Regions from separate parts of the Mus musculus genome. Here region 2 is linked to region 1. The links are chromatin contacts, called in public HiChIP or PLAC-seq maps. All regions are on one chromosome and are shown on one strand. The core of a region is the stretch at or near the end of the contact, and the rest is flanking DNA. Distances in the headings are between cores, read along the strand shown.

Region 1 (7,020 bases), core at 1,554-4,053:
AACAAACAAACAAACAAACAGACAAACAAACAGACAAACAGACAAACAAACAAACAGACAAACAAACAAACAAACAGACAGACAAACAAACAAACAGACAAACAAACAAACAAACAAACAGACAAACAAACAAACAGACAAACAAACAGACAAACAAACAGACAGACAAACAAACAAACAAACAGACAAAAACAAAAAAAGCAAAATCCATGTAGAGAGGTATATCTTCTGGGTGACTCTAAATCCAACCAAATTCACAGTCAAAATTAATAATCATTATTTTAAATTTTTCCATACAGGTATATAATGTATCTTGATTATACTCACTCTCAGTCCCTCTCTCCAGTGATTCTGGAGTTTGCCCCTCACATATCTCCCTCCAAACATTATATCCTTAAAACACATAACCTAGTGTGACCAATTATAATGTTGTTCATACACACATGGGTGTGGGCTTATACACTTGTGAGCAGGCAACCTACCTACCAGTGACCACCACTCCAAAAAGTGATTCCCTCACCTAGCAGCTATGTTATGCTTTGCATAGAACACGAGGATCACCTCTCCCATCACAATTTCTAAATAACCATTACATAGATTGCCACTTATCATTGTATTTATTATCTTTCTTATTTATTTGTTTGCTTGTTTGTTTATTTATCATCATGGACACCACTCATTATACATCAGTGCATAGTATACTATAACCTAGCTGTCATCTCTTTGGGTAAAAGTAAAAATCTACCATTTTTACTATTAAGTATCCATCTTACAGTCAAAAAGTTTACACATGAACTTGGGAGGCAGGTGGAAGTCTATGAGTTTGAGGCCATCACAGTCTACAGTGTGTTGCAGGTTAGCCAAGGCTCCTCAGGGAGATTCTGTCTCAAAAAACGTTAACATTTATGAGACATTTAAAGCACTAAGATCTGATGTTATTTGATGCTTACTCCTATGACGTAAGTAGCTGGGAAGAGGCATTTACTTTTGGTTTATAAGGAAGCACCTCTAAATGCTTATTTTAATTGCCCATAGTCACAGGCCAGACATGCTGTGAAGGCAGCTTTAAAATCCAAGTTCTTTAGCTTCAAATATTTTCTCTATTGTCTCATACAAAGCTACCTTCTCCCAAAGAAAAACAAAAACAAAACAATTAATGCTCATTAAACAAGGCGTGGAAGGAGTAAATGAGGACAAGCCTCAGAACCTGGCTTCTCACCCAGCTAAAGTTGAGAGGCTGTTGGATGATATCAAATAAAATTGATGCAGCGAATGGACTTCACATAGAACAGTACAAGCTAACGTGCATGCACACCACATTTGCAGATGTTTTGCAAATGATTCACAGGAATAAGCTTTGTATTTCTTCTGTCATCCCCTATAGGAAGCATTTTCATCTGGTCTATATGTACTCTCATGGATTGCATAGACATATTTTAATTAATTATTATTAATGCATATTTATATATCTATATATGTATCATGCATGTATGTGTGTGTACATGTGCTTGGAAACTGGAACATAGTATTGGCAGTCCTCTATAATTTTCTGTCCATTCCTGTAAAAAATGGCTTTATTGAATTTGTTCTTCAGCAACTTTATACTCTATGCATATAGATTGTTTTAAATACTATAAATCCCTATCCTTCCACTCTCTTCTTCCTGTACCTATTAGATCCCCAACTCCTCCCTAAAATATGTTCTTTTTGAGATACATTCTTTCCTTGCACCTCAGGCTGGGATAGACTAGAATCCAGAAAGTCACAATGATCCTCTTTTCTACCATACATGGATCTGGCATTTCAAGTATTTACAGAAACAGTTGGGTTGAGATCTGAACTCTAGTTCTCATGACTGTGAAGTGTTCTTAAGTACTGAACTATCTCTCCAGCCCTTGAGCACACACACACACACACACACACACACACACACACACATTAAGCAATGTCAGCATTTACAGAGGGCTGATTTAAAACACATTCAAGAAGAAGTTGTCAATAACAAGGCTTCAAAAAAAAAAAGAGAGAGAAAGAAAAAAAGCTGAGCCAACCATAAGCCTGTTTTGTGTTTTTTGATTTTTTTATATCAAAATATAGTTTTATCATTTTCTCTCTTCCTGTTTCTCCCTTAAATCCTCCCCATGTTTCCCTTCTTTCTCTCATATCATTCTCTCTCTGTCTCTTTCTCACTGTCTGTTTCTCTCAAATCAATGCCCTCCCCTCAATAGCTGAATATCTTCCAGATGGTTCCAGTATGGAGTCAGACAGGTCTAGGGATCAGCAAGTTATGTGGCCCTGAGGTCTTTTTAAGTTTACAACTTCATTTTTTCATGTCTATGCTTTCCTCACTTTGGATTATTGCTTGCCTTGTTTTCTTTCTAGTTTCTTCCTTGTTGCTTCACTTTCTGTCTCTTGTATTCATATTCATTTTCTCTTTCATTTCCTCCCTTTCCTCCCTTAAATAATTCAAATAAAGAAACAAAAAGTCTGGTTAGATCCATGGCAGGAGTCTGTGCTGATCGAGGATGGTAGCAAGGTTGTGTGAATTGTTATGGGAGAGTGGGAAAAGTGCAAGTTTTGATATTAGATGAAAAAGGTCCCCATAAACTGGGGACACTGTAGTGCATGGACTGGAGCCTGAATGTAGGGCATTCACTATTCCTAGTGAAGGACAAAGCTGAGAGACACATATTTACACATGGCTGCAAAAGAATAATTGTGCTTCCTGTAAACTGTAGAGTCTAAAGGGTGTCTGCTATTAAGACACTCTAGTCCCTTACATGGCTCTTACTTACGATTTCACTACCCTTTTTCAGTTCCTTCTGTGTTCAGATGTAGCTCAACTTTATCCATCTTTCTTCAACTTTAGAGCCTCCTGATATTGTCTTCCTCCCATTTTGCCTTTGACTAACTCCTAATTATTCTAAGAGATATTTAGGGACAACTTTCTTAAAAAACAAAAACAAAAAAACAAAAAACAAAACCAAAAAAACACAGTCCTACACCTCTAAACTAAACTAAACTTTACTATATTCCCTTTTTCTGCAGTTTGTCCTTCCTAACTGCACACAATAGCTTATTTCCCTTTAAAATAAATTGGTTTTTAGGTAACCAGGTTTTCATCTTTCTCCTCTATTAAAATGAAACTGCTATGGAAAGAACATGTGAGATGAATGCTTTCAAACTTGGTGTTAGTGAAAACAGAGTAACAGAATAACAGATCTACTGACTGTATCTGTTACAAAACACAGGCAAGGCTAGAAGAATTTGAGTTCATATCCTAAGGCTATCCTGGGCTACACAAGAAGATTCTGGAGGGAAAGGAGAATAAGTACTGTGCCTCATATACAGTACATGTATAATATGTCCCCGTTGTCATTGAAAAGTGACAGTTTACACATATAAAAGTGGACTCACTCTACAGACACATTGTACCTTACATCCATTATTACTGACTGTCAAGATCTCTTTTTTTAAATATAACAGTTTAGTGTACTTCCACATTTGCTTCATAGCAGTCCCCAGAGTAGATGGCAGACTGTTAGGCTGCAAAATGCTATGCTTCTGCCTATCTATATGTAATTAGAACTAACCCACTTTCCATGCTCCCTTACTGCTCTGCACAGAGCGCTATGGAAGAGGAAGATGTATTTTCCACTTGGGTCATAGCATGAACTTTTTATAAAATCCTAACTTTTACCTTCAGGGCTTCAAAAATGAGGGCATGAAATATTTTTAGTTATTTCTATTTTTTAAATTTTAGTTGGAGTTCTTAACTCTTCACACCAACTACTTCATCGCACACAGTTTCTTAGAAATGCAAAACATCAACAACTGCAACACTGCATACCAAATTCTTGAATAGCAAGTTTGAAATAAATGCAGAAATGAACATAGTACACAACACACAGTAAAAGGGATTCATGTGTTTATTTTCTTTATTATTCCTTTGATCCTGGGTCCTGACTAAGAAGGATTTGTTCTTTAACAAAATATCACAGCTGTCTTGTAAGAAGCTTGGTTTTTTAAAATGTACTTTCGAATTGTTAGGTGGATAAATAAAATGTTTGAGTGAATTTACCAAGCATCTTACTTTCTACAGATTATTTTTGAAAGGTATTTCAGATGAGTCTTCTCTTTATTCCTCAATAAAAATTTTTTCTTATACCTCTTCTTTTGATATCTCAGGTGTGTTTTATATGGTGTAGAGTCTTGTAGGATCTGCTTCATTTTTCTTCAGCATCTTGGAATATTTCTCTCCCTGTTCCCCCATTAATCCACAGATCATTTGTGGATAAAGATTTCAACCTACCTTTTTTAAATATATTAAATATTTATTCATCTTTAATTTCATATGCTTAAGTGTTTTACCTGCATGCAAGTGAATCTTATGTATTTATGATGTCTGCATGTCTTTTGCTCTTGTGTATTTATGGTGTCTGCATGCATATGTACCTTGTATGTTCCTTGTGTCTGCAGATGATAGAAGAGGGTTCATGGTCTCCCGGAACTGGTGTTATAGACAGTTGTGAGCTGTCACATCATCTATGTCATGCTAGAAATCAAATCCAAGTCTTCTATAAAACTAGCAAATATTCTAAACTGCTAAGCCATCTCTCTAATCTATCCTAAACCTTCTTTTATGTGTATAATTAATTTTTGTTTAATTAAAACATAATTACATCGTTTACCCTATCTCTTTTTTCTCATCAACCCCTCCCATGTTCCCTTGCCATTCCCTTTCAAATGTGTGGCCTCTTAGTTTTTAATTATTATTGTTGTATACAGAAGTACAAACAAGATATAAATACAACTTGCTGAATCTGTTTACTGTTGCTCATATGTGTATATTTTCAGACTGAATATTTTGGATGGGATAATAATCTAGTGCCCTTATCCCTGGGAATGACTAATTCTCATTCTCCCAGCTGTCTTTGATTGCTTCTAGCTCTTTATTTAGGGGTGGCACACCATTATAATCATAATTTTATTTTTCCATCATAAACACGAAAAAGATTATGAGAAAATATTTAACCCTCAAAGAGAAATTATTAGAAGATTACACACACACACACACACACACACACACACACACACACAAAGTCACTAGAACCTCGGAGCAGCAGGGAACAGGACCTTTCTAGTTTCCCTCTTTGCCTCGGAGCTAACCCTGTGCCACAACTCTTTGTACCCAAGTCCTGCCAGGAGAAAGCTGGTCTCCCAAAAGTGCTGACACACCGATGACAGGTGAGACTACCACTATTGCTCCAATACCCAAGTGGGACCCACTAAGAGCCCACAGTACACAGGAACAGTAGAGCAGCTGGGGACAGGATCCCTCTGCTTTCCATCTGCATCCTGGAGCTAACTTGTGCTACTGCCCTCTTATCCAAATCTTACCCAGAAAGAGCGGGTCTTCTAGGAGTAAGTGCTGATGCATCTAAGATCATGGGCTCACAAGTTCACAGGAGGGACAGCAAGACCAGCTAACACTGGAGATAACCAGATTTGGAGAGGAAAGCACCAGAACATACACAACAGAAACCAAAGCTATTTGGCATCATCAAGACCCTGTTTTCCCACCACAGCAAGGCCTAGATACTTTAGCACAGTGGAAAAGCAAGATTCCTATTTAATCTCACATCTCATGATGATGATAGAGGACTTTAAGAAGGACATAACTAACAACTTTAAAGATATATAGAAGAACACAGATAAAGAGGTAGAAACTCTTAAAGAGGAAACATATAAATCCCTTAAAGAAATACAGGGAAACACAAATAAACAGGTGAAAGAATTGAACAAAACCACCAGAATATAAAAATGGAAATAGAAACAAGGAAATCACAAGGGAGATAACTTTGGAGACTGAAAGCCTAGGAAAGAGATCAGGTGTCATAGATGCAAGCATCACCAACAGAATATAAGAGATAGAAGAGAGAATCTCAGGGGCAGAAGATACCTTAGAAAGCATCGACACAATAGTCAAAGAAAATGCAAAATACAAATACAAGCACCATTTGATGAAAATGCAGTCTATTTTCCACTGGTTTTCGCCCCTTCATCAAAGATAAACTGACCATACACCTATGGTGGGTGTATTAGATTTACCTGCCTGTCACAAAATACTCCCAGGAGGAAATATGGAGACAAAGTGTGGAGCAGAGACTGAAGGAAAGGCCATCCAGAGACTGCCCCACCAGGGATCCATACCATATATAGTCACCAAACCTGGAAGTTATTGTGAATGCTGTGAAGTGCTTGCTGACAGGAGTCTGATATGGCTGTCTCCTGAGAAATTCTGCCAGAGCCTGAAAAATACAGAGGCAGATGCTCAAAGCCAACCATTGGACTGAGCACCGGGTACCAGATGGAGGAATTAGAGAAGTAAGTAAAGAAACTGAGGGGATTTCCAGCCCCAAGTAGAGAGCAACAGTGTCAACCAGCCACACCTCCTGGAGCTCCCAGAGACTGGACCACCAACCAAAGAGTACACATGGAGAGACCCATGGCTCTGACTGCATATGGGGCAGAGGATGGCCTTGTTGGACGCCAGTGGGAGGAGAGGCCCATGGACTGAGGGTGTTTGATGCCCCAGTGTAGGGGAATACCAGGACGGGAAGAACGGAGTGGGTAGGGGGTTGGGGAAGCACCCTCATAGAAGCAGGTGGAGGGGGATAGGATACGGTGTTTCAGAAGGGGAGAACTGGAAAGGAAAAAACATTTAAAATGTAAATAAAGAAAACATTAAATTTTTAAAAAATTAAAGAAAAGAAAAGGAACTAAAAGACATAAAGAGATGATTCTCAAAAGAAAAAAAAAAAAGTCTTCCAACCAAAAATGGCTCAGGACCAGATGATTTTAGTGCAAATTCTATCAGATCTTCAAAGAAGACCTAATACCAATACTTTTCAAACTATTTCCTAAAATAGAAACAGAAAGAACACTACCCAATACATTCTATAACACTACAATTCTGCTTATACCTAAACCAGACAAAGACACAACAAAGAAAGAGAA
Region 2 (7,020 bases), core at 2,312-4,811, 52 kb before region 1:
TCTTAGAAAAGTGAGTGTCTATTCAGGTTATGTTCTTGGTGTAAAAGGAGCACTCCCGAGGTTCCTAATCAGGAGAAATTTTAGATTAGAAATAACAGGTAACAGAAACTAACCTTGAAAAACGCAAACCATTTGTAGTCATTCAACACAATCTCGAAGCCTTGGTTGTAAATGAGGGTAAAATGCCCGGAATTGCCCAGCTCGTCGTAGGCAGTATCCAACTTCTTAAGGTGTACCACTACCTTTTCTTCTGTTGCTTCTAAAGAAAACAAAATGTATAACAAATCAATGTTAACCCAACACCCAGTACCCACCTCCTCAATATTCTATTGTAAGGTACTTTCAACCTTGCAACCTAACTGGGATTCAAGATTTGTGTCATGAAAAAAATCAGTCTCTCCTGGACCTAACAGGACAAGTATTAGATTATAAACTCAGCACTGGGGATCTGGAGACAGGCAGATTGTTAAGGGACTAGCCTGGACTACATAATAAATTCTAGGTTCTCTAGGGATACATAGTGAGACTTTGCCAGAAAAGACTTGTTTTTTTTTCAATTTTTTTTTAATTGGTTATTTTATTTATTTACATTTCAAATGTTATCCTCCTTCCGAGTTTCCACTCTGGAAACCCACTATCCTCTCCTCCATCCCCTTACCTCTATGAGAGTGCTCCCCCACCCACCCACCCACACTCCTCAAGTCTCAATTTTGTTCCCTCTGTATGGTGATGAAGAAGGGCTCCTGGCAAGTCTGTGAAGAACATTGTGGTGTCAGCTAGCACATTGGCAGAGAGATCAACCAAACACTTAAAATATCTTCCCATCTGGGTGTGTTAATCCAGAGTCAGAAGTAGGTGAGTTTAAATCCAGCCTGGTCTACACACTGTTACATCCAAACCAGGGCTATATAGCAAGGCACTGTCTCCGAGAGAGAAGAGGGACCTGGGAGAGGGAGGCAGGGAGAGAAAATATTTTCTTCTTGTAAAAAATGGGGAGGGGACTGTTCAAAATTAGAGAAATGGGGGCAAGCTAAAAAGAAAAAGAAAAAAAAAACTGATCAAAAAAAAAAAAAAAAAAAAAAAGACTACATAAAAACACTGACTTAAGCCGGGTGTGGTAACGCACACTTTTAATCCCAGCACTTGGGAGGCAGAGGCAGGCGGATTTCTGAGTTCGAGGCCAGCCTGGTCTACAAAGTGAGTTCCAGGACAGCCAGGGCTACACAGAGAAACCCTGTCTTGAAAAAACGGGGGGTGGGGGTGGGGGGGGAACACTGACGTAAATGTTACCTCTCTCCTCAAAGATATAAAAATAATTTGAGTTGATAGGTACTAATGTTTAACTTGCATAATAACAGGGTCTTTTTGGGTTGGGTTTGGTTTGGTTTGATTTTTTGAGACAGAGTTTCTCTGTATAGCACTGGCTGTCCCTGAACTCTCGCTGTAGACCATGGTGGACTCGAACTCAAAAATCCACCTGCCTCTGCCTCCTAAGTACTGGGATTAAAAGCGTGTGCCACCACTGCTCTGCTTCTGTGTGTCTTTAACTGTTGGATTAGAGTCAAAAGTAGATTTATAGGTAGAGGCTATTCAGCTGTTCAGCTGTGTCCATCTTAGAGTTTTACACATTAGTCTCTCTCTCTCTCTCTCTCTCTGTCTGTCTCTGTCTTTCTTTCAGATTAACAAGCTAGATGGAGACTGTTGGATTTCAGCAAGCCCCCCCCACCCCCACCCCAGGGGCTTAAGTGCATATTTTACACATCAAGGCAGGCCTGACCTTCAGGTTCTTCCAGTATCCCTATGTCCCTACCTGGTGTACCAAACCTTGAACTTTCCAGCCTAAGGGTTGGGCTGCCCTTCCACCAGAGGCTCTTCCCTATATAATCCAGTCATTTTGGTCTCTTGTCCTTCCTTTTTTTTTGGTTTTTCGAGACAGGGTTCTCTGAGTAGCCCTGGCTGTCCTGGAACTCACTCTGTAGACGAGGCTGGCTTTGAACTCAGAAATCCGCCTGCCTCTGCCTCCCAAGTGCTGGGATTAAAGGTGTGTGCCACCACTGCCCGGCCTCTTGTCCTTTCTATCTTCAGACCTTCTCTCCATGGGAACTTTCAATCTCTTCCCCTTCTCCTCTGTCTCCCTTCCCAAGGCTGTTTCCCTGATCTGTGATCTTGCCTCCCCTGCCAAAAGCAGTTTCCAAATAAACCTGAGATATAGATAGATAGATAGATAGATAGATAGATAGACAGACAGATAGGTAGATAGGTCCCTGATCTGGCTTGAATTAGCTCATTTTACCGTGAAGGAATAACTTATCAGAGACTTCATATGATAAGGCGATGCAAACCTTTTCTCTCCCTTCTGCCTCATCTCCATGCTCAAATTTAGAAAAGAAACAATTGTAGACACCACCCAGGATTAAGCTAAACCCAGTCACCTGGAATTTAGTAAATGACTCCTTGTTGGAGGCAGGGGAGGTGGGATATATGACAGCATTTATTCTACTCACAAGAAAACTACAGTTCAGAGTTGAGTTTCTCTGTGCAACTCTGACTGGGGAGACCATAAGTGTCACTCTTCTTATCTGTACTACTGTTTTCCTATATCCGAGGCACGTGGAATGCCCCAGTCTTCATTTACTACATACTCACTGAGAGCCAAGTGTTAGGCATTGCGTTTGCTTCCGTCATATCCAAACACTACTGTAAAATGTGACAAAAGAGACAGGAAAAAGCTTTTGTATATCTCTCGAAATTCCTTAAACAAGGCGTCCAGAAATGTCAAGGAAAGTAGCAGATAAAACAGGCCCAGTTTGAAGTGGTCTCTTCCCACTACCTCACAGGGAAAGAAGGAGCGCCCCCATTAGAAAGAAAAAGAAAAAAAAAAGAAAAAAAAAAAAAAAGAAAAAAAAAAAAAGGCTAACTCCTAGAGTCTGAGCTCAGCAGTCAAGACTCTGAATTTTAAAAACAAGAACCTGTCAGACCTGAGTGAAGGGTCAAGAAAGCAGTTCTCCACTCGCTTCTAAGAAATCAAAGCAAATAAAACAAGTAAAAAACCAGGGGCGCGTTTCCTTGAACATGAGTTGTGAGATAATCAGGAAAATAAGTGTAAAGTTAGAAGTTCTCAGCAGCTCAAATTCAACTTAGCGGCCCTGGCTCTGATCCCCCAAGGGGCCGTTCGTCAGCTCTTAACTCTCCAGTCACCCAGAAACGCCGGCCCCAAGGCAAGGACTCAGGGACAGAAAAGGACAACTCGGGACCCTGGGAAGCCGCTTACCCATCACCGAGCAGTTAATGTCGCTTCGGGAACTTCTAGGGCCCACCTGGAACACCCAGGTGCCCAGCAGATCAGGGTAGGTGCAGTTGGCAGGAGTGTCGGAGCGCACGGTGCAGACTCCCAAAAGCACCAGCAGCAGGACGGCGCGCAAGGAGTGGGTCCAGGGACCCATGCTGACGGCGCCCGCGGAGCAGATGGCAGAGAAAGCAAGTTCAACTGGAACACCACTCGATGGCAGTCAGGCGACCCTAGTGGCTCCCGCCTTAAAATACCCAAGAGCCCGGAAACCCAGGGTCCGCGGGGCGGGGTTACAGGGTGGTGAGAACAGAATGAGGTGGGGGAGGAGCGGCGAGGCTGTGAGGACGGGGGCGTGGAGTGACTGAGATGTAGGGAGGGACAGGGTGTGACTAGGTGAGGCAGCACGAGGTGGCCTGAGGAAGTTAGTTAGTGACAGTGTAGGGTGGGGACAGGCACCACTAGGAGGAAGAAGGAAAGTGGCCTTTGGGGACCTCTGCCTTTCAAGGAACGCCAAAGCTGAGAACTCTGTAGCGGTGTTTTGTAATGCCAGTGTGATTAAAATAGAATCTACCCTGTGCAATACAGGGTTGACAAGAGTCTTAAAGTCTACTGAGGCTAATTCTCTTTCTCTTGTTTTTGGTGCACTTTCCTGCATTTCTGACTCCGTGGAAAAACTTTACTAGCTAACCTAAGATAGTCTTGAGAATTTCTGTTCCATTTACCAAATCTAGCTTTTTATCTTCAGGGTTTTCTTTGGTTTCCGGTCTGCCTGTTTACCCGAAGATTTCAATTGTAGTGAACCTTTACAGGTTGGGTGAATCTGTTTTGTTTTCCCTCCCTGGAACTTTATTAGGATTAAGTTGAATGGGGTGGGGGTTGCGGGTGACTGGGGTGATCACATTGTGATCACATTGCTCAAGCCCTTCTGTTTTCAGAATGAAAGCAAGAATTAGAGAAAGAGGAAGTAGCTTGCTCAGGATGAAGTGGTCTTCTGAGCTCCTGTGTCAGGCTTTCCCAAGGGCGAGCTGAAGGGAGCATAGTTGAACCTTGCCTCCTCTGTCAGTCTTCTTGCCTGCAATTGTTAAGTAGTAATCTTTAGCGAAGCATCCTGCTCTTGTGAGAGCTGTTTTGAGTTGCCTGGCTGTTGTTGGCTGGGATCATGATCATTCTGAGCTAATCTGAGAATACAGAGATGAACCAGGCAGACTTGATGAGCCTCTTTGACCTAGTAGGCTTGTGCACTTTGTTTCTTTTTAAACCCCATCCCACAGATCACAGATATTTATGTGCAGACTTTTTTTTTTTTTTTTCCACTGAGTACATGCAGTCCGAGGAAGCAATGTGGTTGAAGAACAAACCACTTCTGTCTCTGAATTCTGCTTTAAAAACACTCAGGCTTCTAAGCCTGAAGGCACACTTTGATAGGGGTCCTTCTTGATAACTAAGGGGCTAGAGTGTTCTTTCATATGAAACTAGGCTACAAGAGCTAAATGGGGAGGAGCTGACACCTTCTAGATCTCAAAAGCCTTTATAGGATTAAGAATTGACATTGTATAATTAAGCTAGCATTTTCTTTTAAAGGCCCCATTACAGATAGCATCACTTTCCTAAATTTCTACAGTTTGTCGTTGTTGAAACATTTTACTAAATGATCCATATCTTAGAGCTAAACGTGGGATCTGGGAATTCCTTTGATGGACATAATCAAAGTAGAACACTTACTTGTTAAAAAGAAATTAAAGCAGCCTTTCTAAAGTCAATGGCAAAGATTGTGGGTCACTTTGGATTAATGAATGCATCCTGATATTAGGAAATGGAGATTTAGAGAGTTGAATCACTTGTCAAATGTCATTGCCAGTTAGGGAGAATCAGCAAGAAACATGTGCAAGTTGCACGCCCCAAAGTTTAGTATATGTTGAGTGATATAAGATAATATGAGTTTCTAAGCAATACACACTTGTCCTTGGGCCTCCGAGATGGTACTGTATAGTGTGGCTCAGGAAGTGTAATTCCAGTGCCAGTTTATAAACTAAGTTATGCAAGTTTCTGAGTTTTACCTTATACCTCTGCCAAACCAGAGAATGTTGAAGTAAATTCCAGCATTTCTTTTCAGCAGTGTATTTTTTAACAGTCTTTTAGATGATACAAAATCAATTTGAAGTTTAGGGAGCATCTTCAGGAACTTTCTCAGACTTGAAGTCTGGCTGTGGCACAATCTGTAGATCTGTTACTGTCTTTTGCCTTTCTTCTTCTTCTTCTTCTTCTTCTTCTTCTTCTTCTTCTTCTTCTTCTTCTTCTTCTTCTTCTTCTTCTTCTTCTTCTCCTTCTCCTTCTCCTTCTCCTTCTCCTTCTCCTTCTCCTTCTTCTCCTCCTCCTTCTTCTTCTTCTCTTCCTCCTCCTTCTTCTCCTTCTTCTCCTTCTCCTCCTCCCCCTCCTTCTTCTTCTTCTTTTATTTCTCCTCTTCTTCTTCCTCTTCTTTCTCCTCCTTCCCCCTTTTTCTTTAATTTATAAGGTGTATGTAATTATATCTCAGCTGGTTTTACAGTGACTAAGTGAGTCAATAACAGATAACTTCAGGTATCACACACATTTGCCACTGTGTATATTTATGGTTTTAGAACCATTTTTCTTCTCTCTTAAGCTTTTTTTTCATTGCACTTATATATTGATTTTGTATATGTAGGAGATACACATAGTATGGAGTAAATTCCAGCCTTCTACCGAATGAGTCCCAGGTTCAAACTTACATATTTAGGCTTGGTGGCAAGGACTTTTACCCAGTGAGGTATCTACTAAGACTGTCACTATATACCTTAGTTAGGGTTTTACTGCTATGAACAGACACCATGACCAAGGCAACTTTTATAAGAACAACATTTAATTGGGGATGGCTTACAGGTTCAGAGGTTTAGTCCATTATCACCAAGGTGGGACCATGGCAGCATCCAGGCAAGTATGGGGCAGGAGAAGCTGAGAGTTCTACATCTTCATCCGAAGGCTGCTATCAGAATATTAACCCCCAGACAGCTAAGATGAGGGTCTAAAAGCCCACACACGGTAACACACCTACTCCAACAAGGCCACATCTTCTAATAGTGCCACTCCCTCGGTTGAGCATATACAAACCATCACACTGTATAAATATCTATTGGACATCTTTCCCCTGTCATTAGATCTCTAAACCCTAGTTTCCAAAATAATTCCTAACATACAACTAATTCGCCACATATTTGTTAAAAGAATGAATGATATAATGATATTTGGCATCATGATTCCACAGTCTGCCTTGTGAATAAATGTGAAAAGCACCATACTTGAATTCACATCAAAATAAAAGAACTTAGAGGCAGAGAGAACATGGGACATATCAACTCTGCATGTGGGATTTGTTGTTACAAATAGTTCTGGCATTGATGATAAGAATAATAATTGCTTTTTAGTCAGTGTATTAAATTTTATTAAGGCAATATACCATCCTATTTAATAAATAGCACCAAGGCAATAAACACAAGCCTTCCTATATAATAGGTATGGTATAATTCTACTCAGTAGCTATTTTGAAATTCGATCTTATTCTTAGTAAATCTGAGGCTTAAACAACTTTCTTGAGATTAATGTCTAGAAAAGTAAAAGTGAGAAGGGAATATGTATAGACAGAATCAAGACAAGGCAGCAAAGAAGGTACGGCTTAGAATTGGGGATGAGAGGTGCACATAAGGAGAAGTTGGAGG

The links. HiChIP or PLAC-seq counts read pairs in DNA pulled down with a chosen protein or histone mark.
Region 2: an H3K4me3 HiChIP or PLAC-seq map of the 230-238 cell line shows a contact between it and region 1, with 77 read pairs. The contact joins the promoter of Ctsc here to the enhancer-like site in region 1. A contact is called at or near these places in 6 of 39 promoter capture datasets (the C10 cell line, hippocampal neurons, liver and 2 more), 3 of 15 datasets of contacts at CTCF or cohesin (CD8 T cells, the G1E-ER4 cell line and pro-B cells), 47 of 484 Hi-C or Micro-C datasets (the 63-12 cell line, B cells, the BV-2 cell line and 32 more), 13 of 115 datasets of contacts at active chromatin or transcription factors (the 230-238 cell line, CD8 T cells, bone marrow-derived dendritic cells and 7 more) and 4 of 9 other capture datasets (adipose tissue, bone marrow-derived macrophages, liver and 1 more).

The regions. Positions count from the first base shown.
Region 1 is chr7:88,221,719-88,228,738 of GRCm38.p6, reverse strand. No RefSeq gene overlaps it. Among named protein-coding and RNA genes, the nearest start is that of Ctsc, 53 kb to the left of the region's middle. Within about 2 kb of position 2,803, at least 45 of the 459 cell types and tissues checked have an H3K27ac peak or open chromatin away from gene starts, as enhancers often do. A contact at or near this core is called in the 230-238 cell line, the 63-12 cell line, B cells and 14 more, where this site is marked.
Region 2 is chr7:88,274,626-88,281,645 of GRCm38.p6, reverse strand. It overlaps Ctsc (cathepsin C), which reads right to left and starts at 3,561. Exons shown (of 7, transcript NM_009982.5): 1 at 3,272-3,561; 2 at 114-259. The coding sequence starts at 3,443.